Regions from separate parts of the Sus scrofa genome. Here all the other regions are linked to region 2. Evidence: chromatin contacts called from public Hi-C data. All regions are on one chromosome and are shown on one strand. Each heading gives the region's core, a stretch centred on a gene start, on an enhancer-like site or on the middle of the called end of the contact. The rest is flanking DNA. Distances are from core to core; before and after follow the strand shown.

Region 1 (5,000 bases), core at 988-3,487, 100 kb after region 2:
AGGGGCTAATCCCATTCTGGTGCCTTCACGGCCTCATTAAGCACAGTGAAGTCAGAATCATACAGTGATTCCTACACCAGGAATCAGAGCTTGGAAAACATCAGAGCACAAGGTCAGACACTGTTGAATTCTTCTGTCTTGCACTCTGTGGCTTCCTGACAAAAGGATGCATCGCTTTGTTGGTTTTCTTGCTCCTCTTCTGAAGTGAAGCACAGAGTTTCAACATGCTTTATACCAAAGTGATTATACTAAAGAACCTGGCAGAGTCACCCTGAAGGAGGCTGCCTCAGAGGAGGGAGAACCGACCAGAAATGTTTACTTCCAAGCCATAGAAATTAAGTGCCCTGGGAGAGTCAACATGTTAAGCATGCAAACAAATATTTCTTAAGCAGCCACTAGAATAGCATAAATTTACAAGGCATAGTTCTTGCCCTGAGGAGCTTATAATATTTGTTGGGGTGGGAGGGAAAGGCAAGAGATAAATATTTAGCAATTAGAACATAGTAAAACATGAGGCAGGCAAAACCAGAGGCTCTCCAGGCATTTGCCAGAGTGAAATTAGAGAGAGAAGAAACTTTTAAGACCATTTAGTCTATTAGGTGCAAGTCTCAAGATTAGTCTTCTTCCTGGACATCTAATTAGTACTACAATGGACAGTTACTAAAGGTATTATTTCTCAGGGTATGGAAATTCATGATAGGGTTTAGCAAAAAGAGGGGTAGGAACACGTGTGTACCAGAGATGGGGAGTGCAGGGGAGGGAGAGAAGAGAGGAGGGAGCGGGGGAGGAAGAAAAGAAAGGAAAGCCCAGAAGAGGAGGAGAGGAAAACCAGGGAGGAAAAGAAAGGACAAGAGAGACCCAAGAAGGGAGAAAGACACTGAGGGAGAAAGGGATCCCCAACTTAGGTCATCCCCTCAAAAAACACTAAGCTCTTTCTACCAATATCACAATTATTATAGTCACTGTCACCCTCAAATGCTTTCAAGTTCTCAAAATGTATGAGAAGCATTTAATGTGCTTGCTTCACAGAAAAAACTAAAGGAAAATGGCCCCTGAACCCATGGGACTCCTCATGGGCTGTCTGCTGGTGGGAAGTTTTGAGCACACACACAAATAGAGGACCGCCAGTCTGCTGCCGGGCAGGTCCTTAGGAACCTCGACATTTCAGGTGCTCAGATGGAGAAAAGAGTTTGTTTCAGTATTCACTGGAGTGGATAGAGATAGAAAAGATTAATTATGTCATTAAGTAGCATATAATTATCGGGCACATTTAATACACTGTATATTTATGGCAATTTTCTAAAGCAATTTTACATCATTATCTCACATTATTCCAACTAAGATTTTTACATGTTTTTCTGAATTCCAGTAGTTCTAGGAGGACCTCAGTGTACCTTCTATCCTCAACGCAGGAGGAGGGGCAGATAATATCGAACCTCTACGTGTTCATATCTAAACATTCTTCTCTCTCTCTCTCTCAATCTCTCATACCATTATGACACAGGAAGTAAAACTAGATCAGAAGCTCCAGGTGGAGATCACAGAAGAAAGATATTGCAGTTCAACACCCTTCCCTAAATGCAAATAAAATTTTAAAAGAATAAGAAATAGAAAGAAAAAAAAAAAACCCACTATCCTTAATGAAATTAGGAGAGAGCCGTAACTCCAAACCTTAGTCTCTGAGGAATGGATGCCAAGTAGAATGAAAGTGGGGCCTAAGTGAGGGAAGGCAGAAGAACAGATGCAGAACCCCCAAAATCTTGGACAGGATACAGAGTTCTTCATATGGGAAGTGGCAGGCGATTTGGATTGCAAAGCAGAGACCTAGCCCTGGGGATGTTCTCATGACTCAGGAATTTGAATGGGAAAGACTTTTGAAACATTAGATGTAATTCAGAATTTAGATGTAATCAGAAGGAAGTCGATTTGCAAAAAAAGTCGAAGGCTATTGGTTTAGAGCATGAGGTTTCGAATGTGAAAGCTTTGGGTTGAAATACTTAAAAGGTCTTCCTAGCAGCCATCGAGAAAATGGGTAGCTTTTGGTCTAAGGTTTAGCCGAATGAGAGGTAATCCTCGTGGGCTGGCCAAGGAAAACACATTTTCAGCAAGGGCAGGTGTTCGATGAGCTCCTGGCTCTGGTGAGGTTGGCTGAACCTGTAGTTTGTCAGGTCGAGCCTCCTCCACGTCAGGGATCTGAGGGGACTGTCTCCCCAACTTTGGCGATAGCAAAATAGGGCAGGACTCCGTAGCTAGCTGGCCTTACTACTGTGCTTGTCTGCTCTGGAATGCTTTAAATCAACTCTGTGGTTCAAGAGGGTCCCTTTTAAATGGCCCGAAGAACTTTCCAGTAAACCTGAGTCATCGAAAAGCAGTCCAAATATGTGTGGAGGCCTGGCTGAGCCCCAGCTCAAAAGGCCCTAAGAGCCAATTCAGGTGACTCCAGTCCTAACATCAGCTCACTGCAGGGGAAAGAAAAGAGGAGCTGCCTTTTTCACTTGAGTTGTCACCAAAACCCAGCTCTTTCCTATGTTGCCTAAACTCCATGTTAATTCTTTACCACGGCTTTTGCACCTCAATTACACTGGAGGAAAAATCGCTGCATTTTAAGTAAGAGTTGGCAAAGAAAAAGCCAAATTCTCACACACGGTTTACATAAAAATGATGATTAGTTTTTAAAAACATTTATTAGGAGTTCCCGTCGTGGCACAGTGGTTAACGAATCTGACTAGGAACCATGAGGTTGCGGGTTCAATCCCTGCCCTTGTTCAGTGGTTTAACGATCCAGCAATGCCGTGAGCTGCGGTGTAGGTTGCAGACGCGGCTCGGATCCCGCGTTGCTGTGGCTTTGGCGTAGGCTGGCGGCTACAGCTCTGATTGGACCCCTAGCCTGGGAACCTCCATATGCCGCGGGAGCGGCCCAAGAAATAGCAAAAAAAGACAAAAAAAAATAAAAATAAAAACATTTATTAGATATATGCAAGGCAAGTATAGAGCTAGTGATCAAACTTAGGTCTGTCCAATTTTGAAGTTCCAGAATATGGCACTGTTCTGCCTGGGGTTGAGTCCTGGACCTGTTGCTTTACTCCCTCTCTGACCTTGACCTTTCTGGGCCATAGTTTCCTCACCTGGAGGATGGGCCTAGTTAATACCTATTTTATTGAGTTACTGTGCTGGCTAAATCCAACATATGTAACATGTGAAGTAACACTTAACATAATGTTTGACGCATTGTATGCAGTCGATTTGTATTGGCAATTGATTGTTGCTTTAATTTACTTTTTTTTATTGTGGTAAAATATATATAACATAAAATTTACCAGTCAACCATTTTTAAGTGTATAGTTCTGTGGCGTTAAGAATGCTCACACTTGTGCAAAACTATGATCACCACCTACATCCAGAACTTTTTCATCTTCTCCAAGTGAAACTCTGTGCCCATGAAACAGTAACTCCCAGACCCTGGCAACCAACACAACCAGTCTTCTTCCTCTCTCTACGAATTTGATTACTCTAGGTACTTCATATAGGTGAAATTGTGTTCATTATCATAATAAGTGCAATTATAAGTGTCCTATCATGTTCAGCTTTTTCTTTCTTTCTTTCTTTTTTTTTTTTTTAAGCCAGTAGGACTCTTTGGCTACTTGAGTCTGTTCTCCACAAAGCACCTTAGCAAAATCTTAGTTTTCCAGGGCTAAGGATGGCCTATCTTGATTACAACCCTTCTATGAGAAAAATGCTAAAAATGCATGCAGGAAAGATTCAGGTCATGATCATGGGATTTCTGATCCAACTGACTGGTCTAACGCACTATTTGATTTTTAGAATAAGGTTCGTAATCCAACATTCCAGTTTTATCTAACCAAGTTACAGAAACCCTGGCCATCCAAATCCTTGGATAAACAATTATTTTTAGGTATGTCTTCTGGATCATTGAAGATTGAGATGCATAAGCATCAACATTTTAAACATTTAAAAAAGAAATGTTCCCTAAATGAATTACATACTTACGTTTTTTAAACATCACATAGTCAATAGTTTAAATTTTACTTCATGACTCAGGACCATTATAACCAACACCAATTATCATATGCTTCAATACAATAACGGCCTTAGGATCTACTGAATTTGTTGGTTCTTAATTCACACTAAACAGCCCCAAAGCAACTTTGTTTTTTGACCTTTCATTTACATTAAATGAATAGGGTTTTTCCCTCTACTCAATTCCTTGTTGTAACATCTCTAACTAGCTCTTCTCTCAAACATTAATGTCATTGCCAAGGGGGGATTCAAATGATTAGGTGCCTGAAACCTATACTATTGAGCAGGGGGAAGGGAGAAGCTCTTTAAGAACACAAAATGACAGACACAAAATTAGATAGCAAATTGGACAATGTGGGTTTTTCTGAAAGACACTCCCACTCTGGGTCAGCTAATAGTGACTTAACAATGCACAGAAGTGGCTGTAAAATAGACAAATATATGCCAATAAACCCTAATCTCCTTCACTTAGCTGGAATCCAAAAATACCTGCAGCCACTCCAGTGCCATCTTACAGGAGGTGAAGTGTGCTGGAGCACAAGTCAGAGGGGCAACAGGCAGTCCTAACTACCTGAGGCTAAAACATCTTACCTTTGCAAATTTTAGAAACCTCATGATATGGTAAACACGTTATGGAGGTTTCTTACTATGGATCTGCCTCAATAGTGGTCTGATATAAGACTACACCCTTCTCACCGATCAAGAGCTAGAAAACCAGAATGCCAACCTTGACAGAGCTCTGTACAAAGTGAGAATGAACGGCCTCTGAATAAACCCTGAGAGCATCTCCTTGAAATAGCACATATGATTTCTGTCCACAGAATTTGAGACATAAGCATAAAAGCTCTCCAGTTTATCTTATTTGTGTGTTTCTCCCAGTGAGGAAAAAACTAGTGGATCTGTTCGGGTCCCTTTTTAAGAGCATTCCCTTAGAATGCATAGTTTTGAATATGATTTACATT
Region 2 (5,073 bases), core at 1,230-3,729:
GCTGAGGCCAGCACTGGCAATGCAACTCAGAGAGAACGCTTGCCTAGGGCAGCACTGACACACAGATACAACTGCCACTTTGCTCCCGTGTCAGAGAAAAATAAGCGACCTACTGTTTCTACCATTTTGCTGGCTGTAACATCCAACAATTTTTTGAAAGAAAATGAACCAATTTAAAAGAACATAATCCCTGCTTCCAAAGGAAAAGGTACTGGTGACCAGGTGAATTTAAGGATGAGAAAAGGAGGAGAGGTTGGTCCTCTTTGAGTGAAGGCCTTCATGTTATCACAGGGCTCTTCTCATTAGTAGACATGGTGCAAGCACCATGATGGTGGTGGTTCAGGTCAGCAGATGTGTGCTGGGTGCAAGGGGTGGTCAATGTTGAAGGCACCGTTCTTGTCTCTAAAAGGGTTATACTCTAGCTGTGGAGGTGGGGCATAGCCAGTAAAAAGGAACATAGCCATAGAGGGCACAAATGCAGAGCATCAAATGAGTTCAGGGAAGGGATAAGGTTCTTTGCTGGAAGACACCCTTCCACACACCAAACCTGGCTTCCTAGATTGATGGAGGCCTAGAAATGTTCAATCAATTCCTAATACAAGACTTTTTTGGCCTGACAAGTTATACTATATTGTAGTTGTAATTTCAAGCAAGCCTTTCCTAAATAATAAGGAAAGCCAAATTTTGCTTTGATTTTTTTATACTCACTTTTTCTTTCAAGATTGTTTTGGAGGGAGTATTATGCTTTTCATCTATCCATCCTTCCATCTGTCCATAAGTCTATCCATTCAGGCAGTCTTCCACCCATCCACTAACCCATCTACCCAATCAGTCATCCATCTCAATATATGAGCTATGTGCTGGGAATTCAAAGACCGTGCGGGGGGGAGGGGGATTGCCCCGGCTCCAAAGCACCCATTTCCTCTGGGTCTGCTTGCCAATCACACCTCCTAGATACAACAGTAAGCTCTTTAAATGAGTTAAATACCACAAGCATGCATTACATCAGTGGTTCTCAATGTCAATGTCAATACAAGTCACCTAGGGTTCTTGTTCAACTGCAGATTCTGATTCAAGTCAGGGTGGCCAGATTCTCCATTTCTAATTAGCTTCCAGGTAATGCTTATGGTGCCAGCCCTCAGATCACACTTTGAAAGCCAAGGTTTAATAGTGAATCAAGATGACATTGAAGTCTGGACTTTTGAACACCAGAAGGAGTCAATTTTCATAAAGTCAAGGGTAAATATACCATGACCAAATTCACTTTCTTTTCCTGCTTCAGGGAAACATCTTTACAGCAGTGTTTTAGGCTCTAACTTGTACCGCCCCTACCTTCCCCCACACTTCCCCGAGCCAAAAATTGAGTAGGGTTCATCTTTTTTTTCTATTTTTTTTCTATTTTCTCTCAAAAAAGGCAAAATGTAGCTTCAGAAATCCACTGAGAACTAGACGCACTTCAGAACAAGGGGAGGGACCCAGAGTTAATTACCCTAAGTCGGCAGAGCGTGTTAGGAATTCATCATGATCATGATTGCCTTATACTGAAGCCCCGCAGAGGCACCTGCAATTAATTTTGATGGCTACCAGCCACAGGGTACCTAACACCTAGTGGGTGATTAAGAATGAATTACGACTCTTTCATTTAAAAGGGCCCAGGAAAAAAATGGGGACAGATGCCAGATATGTTTACATTACTTATAGGGCTTAGCAATCATGAGCACTTCCATTTTTTTTCTGGCAATGCCTCTTTTTAATTTTGCCACATTTTAAGTGACACTTGTCCTTTGGTGCTGTAGCCATACTGTCCTAATGCTGCTTTTGCAAATAATAGGAATTCCTTTCTTTCTAAGATCCAGAAATCTTTGGGTATCATTCTTTCTTAGGAGAAAAGAAAGTGGTAATGAGCTCCACTATTTGATGCTAGGCATGCATTTTTTTAGTAAAAGATTATTTCATAGTAATACCTCATTAACATCCTGTGTATTCCAAGATGAATATTACATAACACTGTTTACAAAGCCCGGGCTGGGACACAGTTTTGTTCAATTACCAAAGACCTGATATATTTTTTCAGGGTCACACCAAGAGCAATCCAATCTCAAAATCTTTGGGAAATATGCCCACACTCCAAAATGCTTCCAGATGTGCCTTTCTGGGGTCAAAGAAACTCTCCTTATAGTTGGTGTTTCCTTGGCACAGTCCCAAGATTATTACATCATATTTAATGATGAAGGTAAAGCTGAGCATCACAATGATTAAAAACAAATCATATTTGAGTAGGACACCATAAGAAAGTTCTCAGAGGGTAGGAAAAAAATGGTTTACTTAAATTGCTCCATACTAATGTGCACTGTGGGGCTCTTAATGTTCATCGCCAGAAGATGCATTTGGTTAGGGCACACCAGGCTAGGATATGAATCATGGAATGCCACTCCAGGACTATTACAGGATGTGCATACGATATAAACCAGAAAGGGCTGCCTGTTAACCTCCGTGACTCATTCATTATAGCCTGTGGCTTCAAGGAAGAGTTAGGAATCAGGATGACATCAGGCGCAAGCTGAGCAAACTTGCAGCCAAGAGGAACAGAAACATCAACTTCCCAGCAGAGACCATGATGCAGAGACCCATATATTACCTTGGATCTCAGAATTATGTAACCTGTCAGTGGTGGGTGCTCTGGGGGTAGAGGGTTTTGTGCTTTTCTTTCTTTCTTTTCTTTTTTTCACCCCTTGGTATAAATATTTAAACTTCTCCATAACACGAGAGTTACAACTTACTTTCCTAGAATGAAATTCTCAAACTAATTGACAGCCAAACACTCTGTGGAATTTCTGCATGCCCACGGCTTTTTCCATTACAGAACACCCAAAGTTTTTATCTCCCTCAATTTTCACTATGTTACTGCTGTCAAGCCCTCTCAGAATCGAGGGACTCTGGTTCTTAGTTAACAAGGAAGGCACTAAGAGCATATTAGGAAGATTCCTCTATTATCTGAACTGTTCATTTGAAATCTAACAGGTAGTGTTATAAAAATTTTTGCTAGCATTGGCTTTTAAACGCTCTTACTTGGGTTTCTCAAAATCTGTTCCCTACAGAGATACTATCTCCATTCATCTTTATAACTAAGATCTTTAATAGCATCAGAAGTATGCAAGACTGAAACCCAGCCTGAGACGGATATTGTCAAGCAGTGTACTTATTATGGATATGAGCTGTTGATATTGGTTCAACTATAGTGACAATGACATACAGTGGACAATTTTTTTTTGGTTGCCCAACCTTTTTTCCCCTCCACCTCATCTTCCTAGAGTAATAATACCCCAGTTTAACTGGAGGGTGAATTATCTCCACCCTATTGGGTACAGTCTGTTCGGGCTCTTAAACTAGAGTCAGGAATGTGACAGTTCTGAGTGAACTTCAGGAGTTTCACAGGGACTATAAGAAAAGCAGTTTTCTCTTTCCTGGTGAATATGATTTTGGAAAGACCTTTCCAATGGATACTGGGAGGGGGGCTGACACAGTAGAAAGCATAGAAATCCAGCATTATGAACTGGTAAGAACCCTGCCGTGAGCCATGTTTGAAAACAGACCTATTCCTGGATTTTTACTTTTGGAGCCAATAATTCACTCTTTAGCTTAAGATACTTTGGATCAAGAATTCTATGATTTGTTACAGAAATCCAGAATTATCAGATTTTTTGACCAAGTGTTAAAAATTGTTCAATGCTACTTAATAGTGAAATTTAATAAGCTGTCTCAAGGAAGACAAAAGTGGAGGTGAATGTTTTGAATTTAGATATAATTCCCTGTTTTCATAACTTTCATCCTTTTTTTTTCTCTCTCATCAAATATTTTGTCAGGATGAAGATGCTAATAAGCACTTCAATGAGTTGATTAGGTTTTCACTGCTTTTTTCTCTGTGTCTGAGACTAGTCCCTAGTGTGCCACTAGTAAAGTTGTCAGATTGGGGCGAAAGACAAAACACAGAACATAGCTGATTGATTGATTTGATAAGTAAACAATTGAGAGGTTGCTGCACTTGTTTTTAATGGAATGATTATGATGATGATAAAAATAATAATAATAACTGTCAGCCTTTCTGGAATACTTTCTGTATGGGGAGCATAATGCAAAATACTGACATAAATTGATTCATTTCATCCTTAAACCTACCTAGGAGTAAGAGGTATGCTAGCAAACAAATTCTGGGGGATGGGAGTGTGATAGTTTGATTTGGAATATGACATACATATATAAAATACATATTTGGTGTTGATCCTTGTTTCTAGCAGAGCTCCTAAAAACCTGGGAATTTCTTAAGTGCTGAGAGTGATAAAGGTATCTTTTGTTACGTTAATGAGACGGCCTTAGGAATGCCCCTAGATCACCTAGGGATGAAGGCTGGTCAGCAGAGGAACCAGCCACTTGATGAGAGAGCCTTGGAACCCTCAGTCCCATCCCCCTGACCTCTGGGGAAGGGAGAGGGCCTGGAAGTTGAATCTATCACAATGGCCAATGATTTAATTAACAATAGCTCTGTAATGAAGTCTCCATAAAAAGCTGAAAAGAGTGGGTCCAGCGAGCTTCCAAGACAGTGGACACATGGCGATATGGAGAGAATGATGTGCTTCCTGGTACGGGAGTTCTACACCCCTCCCCACATACCTTGCCCTAGGCATCAATTCCATCCCACTGTTCCTAAATTACAGCCTGTATAATAAACTGGATATCCAGTAAGTAATATAAGTAATCCAGCAAGTAAGTGGGTTTTGTGAGCCACTCTAACAAATTAATCAAACCCGAGTAGGGAGTCTTGGGAACCCCTGATGAAGCCAGTCAATAAGAAGTGGGGGGCAGGCAGTCTCATAGGACTAAACCTGAGGAATCTGATGCTATCTCCGGTAGATAGTATCAGAATCAAGTTGAAATGTAGGACACCCAACCGATGACCCAAGCTTGCTTACTGATGTGAGGGAAATGACACACTGTCTCCCCCAACACACACACACACACACACACACAGAGTTAGAATTGGGTCTAGGAACCTAATTTAGGGAGGGAACACGGACT
Region 3 (4,933 bases), core at 716-3,215, 110 kb before region 2:
CTCGAAGTTTTATACTACAAAGGACAGCAGCACAGGCATCTGTTTTCCTGCCTCTCTTCTGTTCTTCTCCCCTCCCCCACTCCTACAGGCGGTTTGTAGGTCTTGGTGGTTGTTAAAATTACTTTCTACAAGTCTCCTACTGCTATAGATTCCAAAAAACTTCTGGTCCTTTAACATTGCTGGCCCTAAATTTATGCTCTGCTCTGAAAAGAGAAATCCAAAAGTCAAAAGCCTATTTAATGACAGATGTATTACGGAAAATTTTCCCCACGAAGTTTTGATGCTGTGAAGTATCAACTCCCTAAAATCACAGAAAGGAAATGACTTACATTCTTGCAAAATGAAGCCACTAGCAGCTTTCTCCAACAGTATTCTCTAATTCCCAAACTACACCCTGTGGCAACGCGGAGTATTTCGTGCAACAACTAAATTTAAATAGATGCTTATAAAAGCAATAAACAAACAGCATCAGGGCCCACAGAAGAATAGACAGAATCCTACACGGGAAATCTAGCAAGAGATACTTTTTGTCCACAGTCAAGAAGGTTGGAGAGCACAGGCTTGAAGTCAAAAGCAACCGACAACACTTGCTGAAGTTTTCCTTCCCCGCTGAGGGCAATGCACAACTCCTAGGGGAGATACTGGCAAAACAGATTTTTGCTGAGAAATGCAAAAGAAAAGAGTGTCAAGGAGCTAATATTTCTTTGGACACTAGCTACGCAAGTGCACGGCCTGAAAACCTGCCAACTTTCATTGCAACTTTAAAATATGCTTATTTTGACAGCTTTCCATTTCTTCCTGCCTTCAAGAAAACGCCCTCACCAGTAGGTTATACTGTCCCGGTAGTCGAGGTGCTGCTCTAAGCCCTGTGGACCTCACCCGGGTGGCCCTCAACTGTCCATTCCTGACAAGTCCTGGCCCCTCCCCGAGCAGAGGCTGGGGGTCTCCATGGCCCGGGGTCCGGCCTGCGCGTCGCCAGCTCCTCCCCGAACACAAATTCTGCAGGCCGCACCCCCGACTCCTAACCCACCGAGGCCTCCTTCCGGCGTCCCCAAGCCCGAGCTCAGTTTCTGGTTCCCCCGACTAGGCACTCACGGGGACGGTGGGACAAGACGCGGCGCTCGGGTCCCTTTCCGCAGCCGGGCTAACCCGGCCGGCGCGCGCACAACAGGCGGTACCGCGCGGCACCCAAGAATTCGCGGCTCAGGGGCTACACCCGAAGCCTGGGCACAGCGACGGGACGCGACGGGCAGGCGCCCCCAACACAGGGCGCCGGCGACCACCGAGCGCGGGCACTGAGCCCGGGGGCACAGCCCGCAGCCCCAGCTGGCCTCCCGCCCTCGCCGCAGAGCCGGCCCCGGAGCTCCGCGCCTCCCTCGCTGGCCGGCTCGGCTGCCCCGGGGCCCCGTCCTCCCACCCCGGCGTAGGCGAGCTCCGACTCGCAGAGAAGCTACCTTCCCGCCCGGTGCCCGACGCCCGGAGCGAGGGAACGCGGAGAAGGCGAAGAAAGACGCAGAGAAGGGGACACTGCCTGGGCTGCGGCTCGCGACTTTCAGAAACCCTCCCGAAGCCCGGTCCAGCCGCCGCCGCCGCCACCCGGCCGGCAGGGGGCACAGTGAGCGGCCGGGGCGCGGTGGCCCGGCTAGGGGGCGGTTTGGGGGAACCCCAGGGGCCGGGTTCCCGCTCGTACCTCGGAGAAAGTCCGGAGCACCAGGTGTCGGACTCCCGTCAGCTCTCCGTGCCTTCCTGCCGGTGCCGCGCCTGCCCCACTGTTCTCAGCCCCTCGGTCAGGGTAGCCGGACTAGCGCTCCACATCCGCCCCGCCCCACGCCCACGCCTCTCGCCCCGCCCCCGCCCACGCCTCTCGCCCCGCCCCCTGAGGCTCCTCCCCCCTCCGCCCTGAGGTAGCGGGGGCGGTGGCAGAGCCGCTGAAGCCCAGCACCCAGCTCCTAGCCGCACGTGGAGCTCCTGCAGGCCCCGCCCCGGGCCCAACCAAGCGTCCAGCGGAGGGGTGCAGCGAGTCCCGGGCGGGAGAAAGCTGAGCATACCACGCCTCCGGGTCCTGCACAAGGATGCTGTATTAGAACCGCGGCGATCTAAGTCTTTCCCTCACCACGGAAACAGTGGCGCAAGGGGACACTGTCAGCTCTCCCACTTTCTGGCCTAATGGCCTTTCTTCCGTCCATCCCCCGCTCCCGGGTATCGCTCCCACCAAAGCTCAGTCGCGCTGGCTGGGGGTGGCTGTTTGGCCTGAGCTTTATTTTACTAATTCAGAATGACTGTGGGGAGGCCGTTGAGAGAGGAGGCGGTACCTGCGGAGGAGGCTTCGTGATTCCTTGCTTCCCTCCGGTCCTGCACCCACCTGCCCACCCACCACTCGGGTCGCCGCTGCTTCGCGGGTTTTATACTGGATGGAGGGGGCGCCGCAGAGGAAGCCAAGTCGCCTCCGCTAACTCTCTCTTGCCAGTTCTTCAGGTAGACGCAGCCTCTATCCGCTGTGGTTTTAGTGTCAGTGGCCCCTTAGAAATTATATTTGCCCGCTCTTTCTCGATGGTTGCCAAGGCAAGTGATGCAGAGGGCCAGTGGAAGATATTTTTATGGCACTAAGACCCAAAATCAGGAGGTTTCTTTACCACTTTTAGTTGTTGGATCTAGGGAAGGGCTAAGCATCCACTGGGACCAGCCTCCACGTGGCCTTCAGGCCCGAGACCTCCAATCTCCTAGGTCTTCTGTGGACTCCTGACCCCTGGCCAGGAGCTACAGTAGTGCTCCCAAAGGGCCCCTCACTAAAGGATGTGTCTGGACATGACAAGGAGACAAGAAGAAGGCAGAGGACCTGAGAAAGGACACTATCCCAAATCAGAAGCCAACTTTAAAATTGCCCTGCTCTTTTGATCAACCATAAATATGTAAAGCTGGCTGTTATTGGTTGAAGGCACGTTTGTGTGCCTTGTTTGCATGGCAAAAGAAATTCCGTTTGTTCATCGCGACTAAAGTTTGTAATGGTTGTTTCATTCAGCTTTTACATTCTGTGAACTGTGACATTAAAACTGAGCATTGAGAATATACCTTCGGAGCTTCTTTTTTTTTTTTTGTCTTTTTGCTATTTCTTGGGCTGCTCCCGTGGCATATGGAGGTTCCCAGGCTAGGGGTCTAATCGGAGCTGTAGCCACCGGCCCAGGCCAGAGCCACAGCAACGCGGGATCCGAGCCGTGTCTGCAACCAACACCACAGCTCACGGTAACGCCGGATCGTTAACCCACTGAGCAAGAGCAGGGACCGAACCCGCAACCTCATGGTTCCTAGTCGGATTCGTTAACCACTGCGCCACGACGGGAACTCCTTTTTTTTTTTTTTTTTTTTTTTTTTTTTTTTTTTTTTTTATGCGGAGCTTCTTTTTCTTGGTCTTGCTTACAGCATATGGTAGTTCCTGGGCCAGGGATCAAACAGGGGCCACAGCAGTGACCCAAGCCGCTGCAGTGACCACAGGGGATCCTTAATCCCCTGAGCCATGAGAGAACTTTCTCCACCCCACCCCCCAGCTTATTTCTGATAAAGCAGAGCAGCTTTTAAGGATGTTGCACTCATGAAGTTATGACTCCATTATAAGACAAGAATTGTGTTCCAATGACTGCCTTTTAAATTAGCTATATTTAACTACTAGACTAACTTAAAAATTTGTTTATTACAATGTTAGCATTTAAAAGTGGAGAATTACACTTTTCCTCTTAACATGCATTCACAAACAGTGCATATTGAACAGTAGTTGGTAAGGTCTTAATTTTATATCTAATGAGATAATCTATTTTTTCATATGTGAAGATAAATGAGACAAGTGAGGAATATATTACTATCTTGGAAAACAGTTCCTAAATCTGATTTCTTTTCAGGTTTCATGCTTAAACATCTAGCAGATAAAAACAACATATTGTTAGATTGTAAAACACTGTTGCAATATAAAATGATTAGGTAACCCAAGGAGCAAAATAATATTAAACCACTTTTTAAAATCATGTGTTTAAGATTGGATTGTCTAAAATTTGATTATAGCAAAATTTACTATATGAATATTTTTCGAATCATGATTATGTTAACAGTATGAATACCATGATAAACATAACCTCTTATGTGGTACATTTTTGTAAACTAAGTACTTTAAAACTCTTAAAATTGGTTTTATAAATCCCTGAAACATAAAATTTGGAAAGAACTGATTTGGAAAACAACACATAATCCATTCAAGATGGAAATGGAACTGAGAAAAGGTGGGTTATTTTACATGTTTCTTATCACAGGAAATTTTTTTCTGTGCTTATTACAATAAAGAGTGCAGTTTTGTAGGTAATCAAAGTTATATTTTTTGACTCTTTGATGCTGATATTTACATTTATTTTCACTGGTATGATGGGAAATTTTCCTAAATATGGGACATTGCCCATCAAGTGAAACATCATCTAAAACACATCTTAAACTAATACGGTCTCCATAGCATTTACATATTAACATAACACTATATTTTTGCTTTAATTTTATTAGGAAGAAGTTACTCATTCCATGAATTTATTGAGAATTCCCATACACCAAGTATGGGGTTAGACACACAGGGTTAGACACCAGGATTCAAATGTAAAATCATTCCTGAATCTTACAGTAATTTGAGGGAACATGTGAGCAAGTACACTGTTACTATATACTTTAATGCTTACTATGGTAGAGATATTCAGGAGGAATAATGAGAAGGCCTAGAATCTTCATAAAAGACGTCAGACATACCCTGTCAACTGAGAAAGGGAGGATGAACAAAAGTTGGGGTACAAATTGGTTGAGGTGTTTGTTCTCAAGCTTGGCAGCACATTGTAACCACCTGTAACCACCTTTCAAAACCTACTGATGCCTGTGTCACAGACATGTGATTTAACTGGTCTGGGATGTG

The links. A called contact is a pair of places that touch in the nucleus more often than the background predicts.
Region 1: a Hi-C map of embryonic fibroblasts shows a contact between it and region 2, with 1.7 times the contacts expected there. The contact joins two enhancer-like sites. A contact is called at or near these places in 2 of 47 Hi-C or Micro-C datasets (embryonic fibroblasts and subcutaneous adipose tissue) and 1 of 2 datasets of contacts at active chromatin or transcription factors (skeletal muscle).
Region 3: a Hi-C map of embryonic fibroblasts shows a contact between it and region 2, with 4 times the contacts expected there. The contact joins the promoter of FRMD6 here to the enhancer-like site in region 2. A contact is called at or near these places in 1 of 5 promoter capture datasets (fetal skeletal muscle), 3 of 47 Hi-C or Micro-C datasets (embryonic fibroblasts and fibroblasts) and 1 of 2 datasets of contacts at active chromatin or transcription factors (skeletal muscle).

What each region holds. Positions count from the first base shown.
Region 1 is chr1:181,123,583-181,128,582 of Sscrofa11.1, reverse strand. All of the region lies in intron 1 of LOC102162767 (a long non-coding RNA gene), which reads right to left. Among named protein-coding and RNA genes, the nearest start is that of TMX1, 190 kb to the right of the region's middle. Within about 2 kb of position 2,237, at least 15 of the 83 cell types and tissues checked have an H3K27ac peak or open chromatin away from gene starts, as enhancers often do. A contact at or near this core is called in embryonic fibroblasts, where this site is marked.
Region 2 is chr1:181,223,682-181,228,754 of Sscrofa11.1, reverse strand. All of the region lies in intron 4 of LOC102162767 (a long non-coding RNA gene), which reads right to left. Among named protein-coding and RNA genes, the nearest start is that of FRMD6, 110 kb to the left of the region's middle. Within about 2 kb of position 2,479, at least 9 of the 83 cell types and tissues checked have an H3K27ac peak or open chromatin away from gene starts, as enhancers often do. A contact at or near this core is called in embryonic fibroblasts, where this site is marked.
Region 3 is chr1:181,335,436-181,340,368 of Sscrofa11.1, reverse strand. FRMD6 (FERM domain-containing protein 6) reads right to left here and starts at 1,965. Exons shown (of 14, transcript XM_021101841.1): 1 at 1,691-1,965.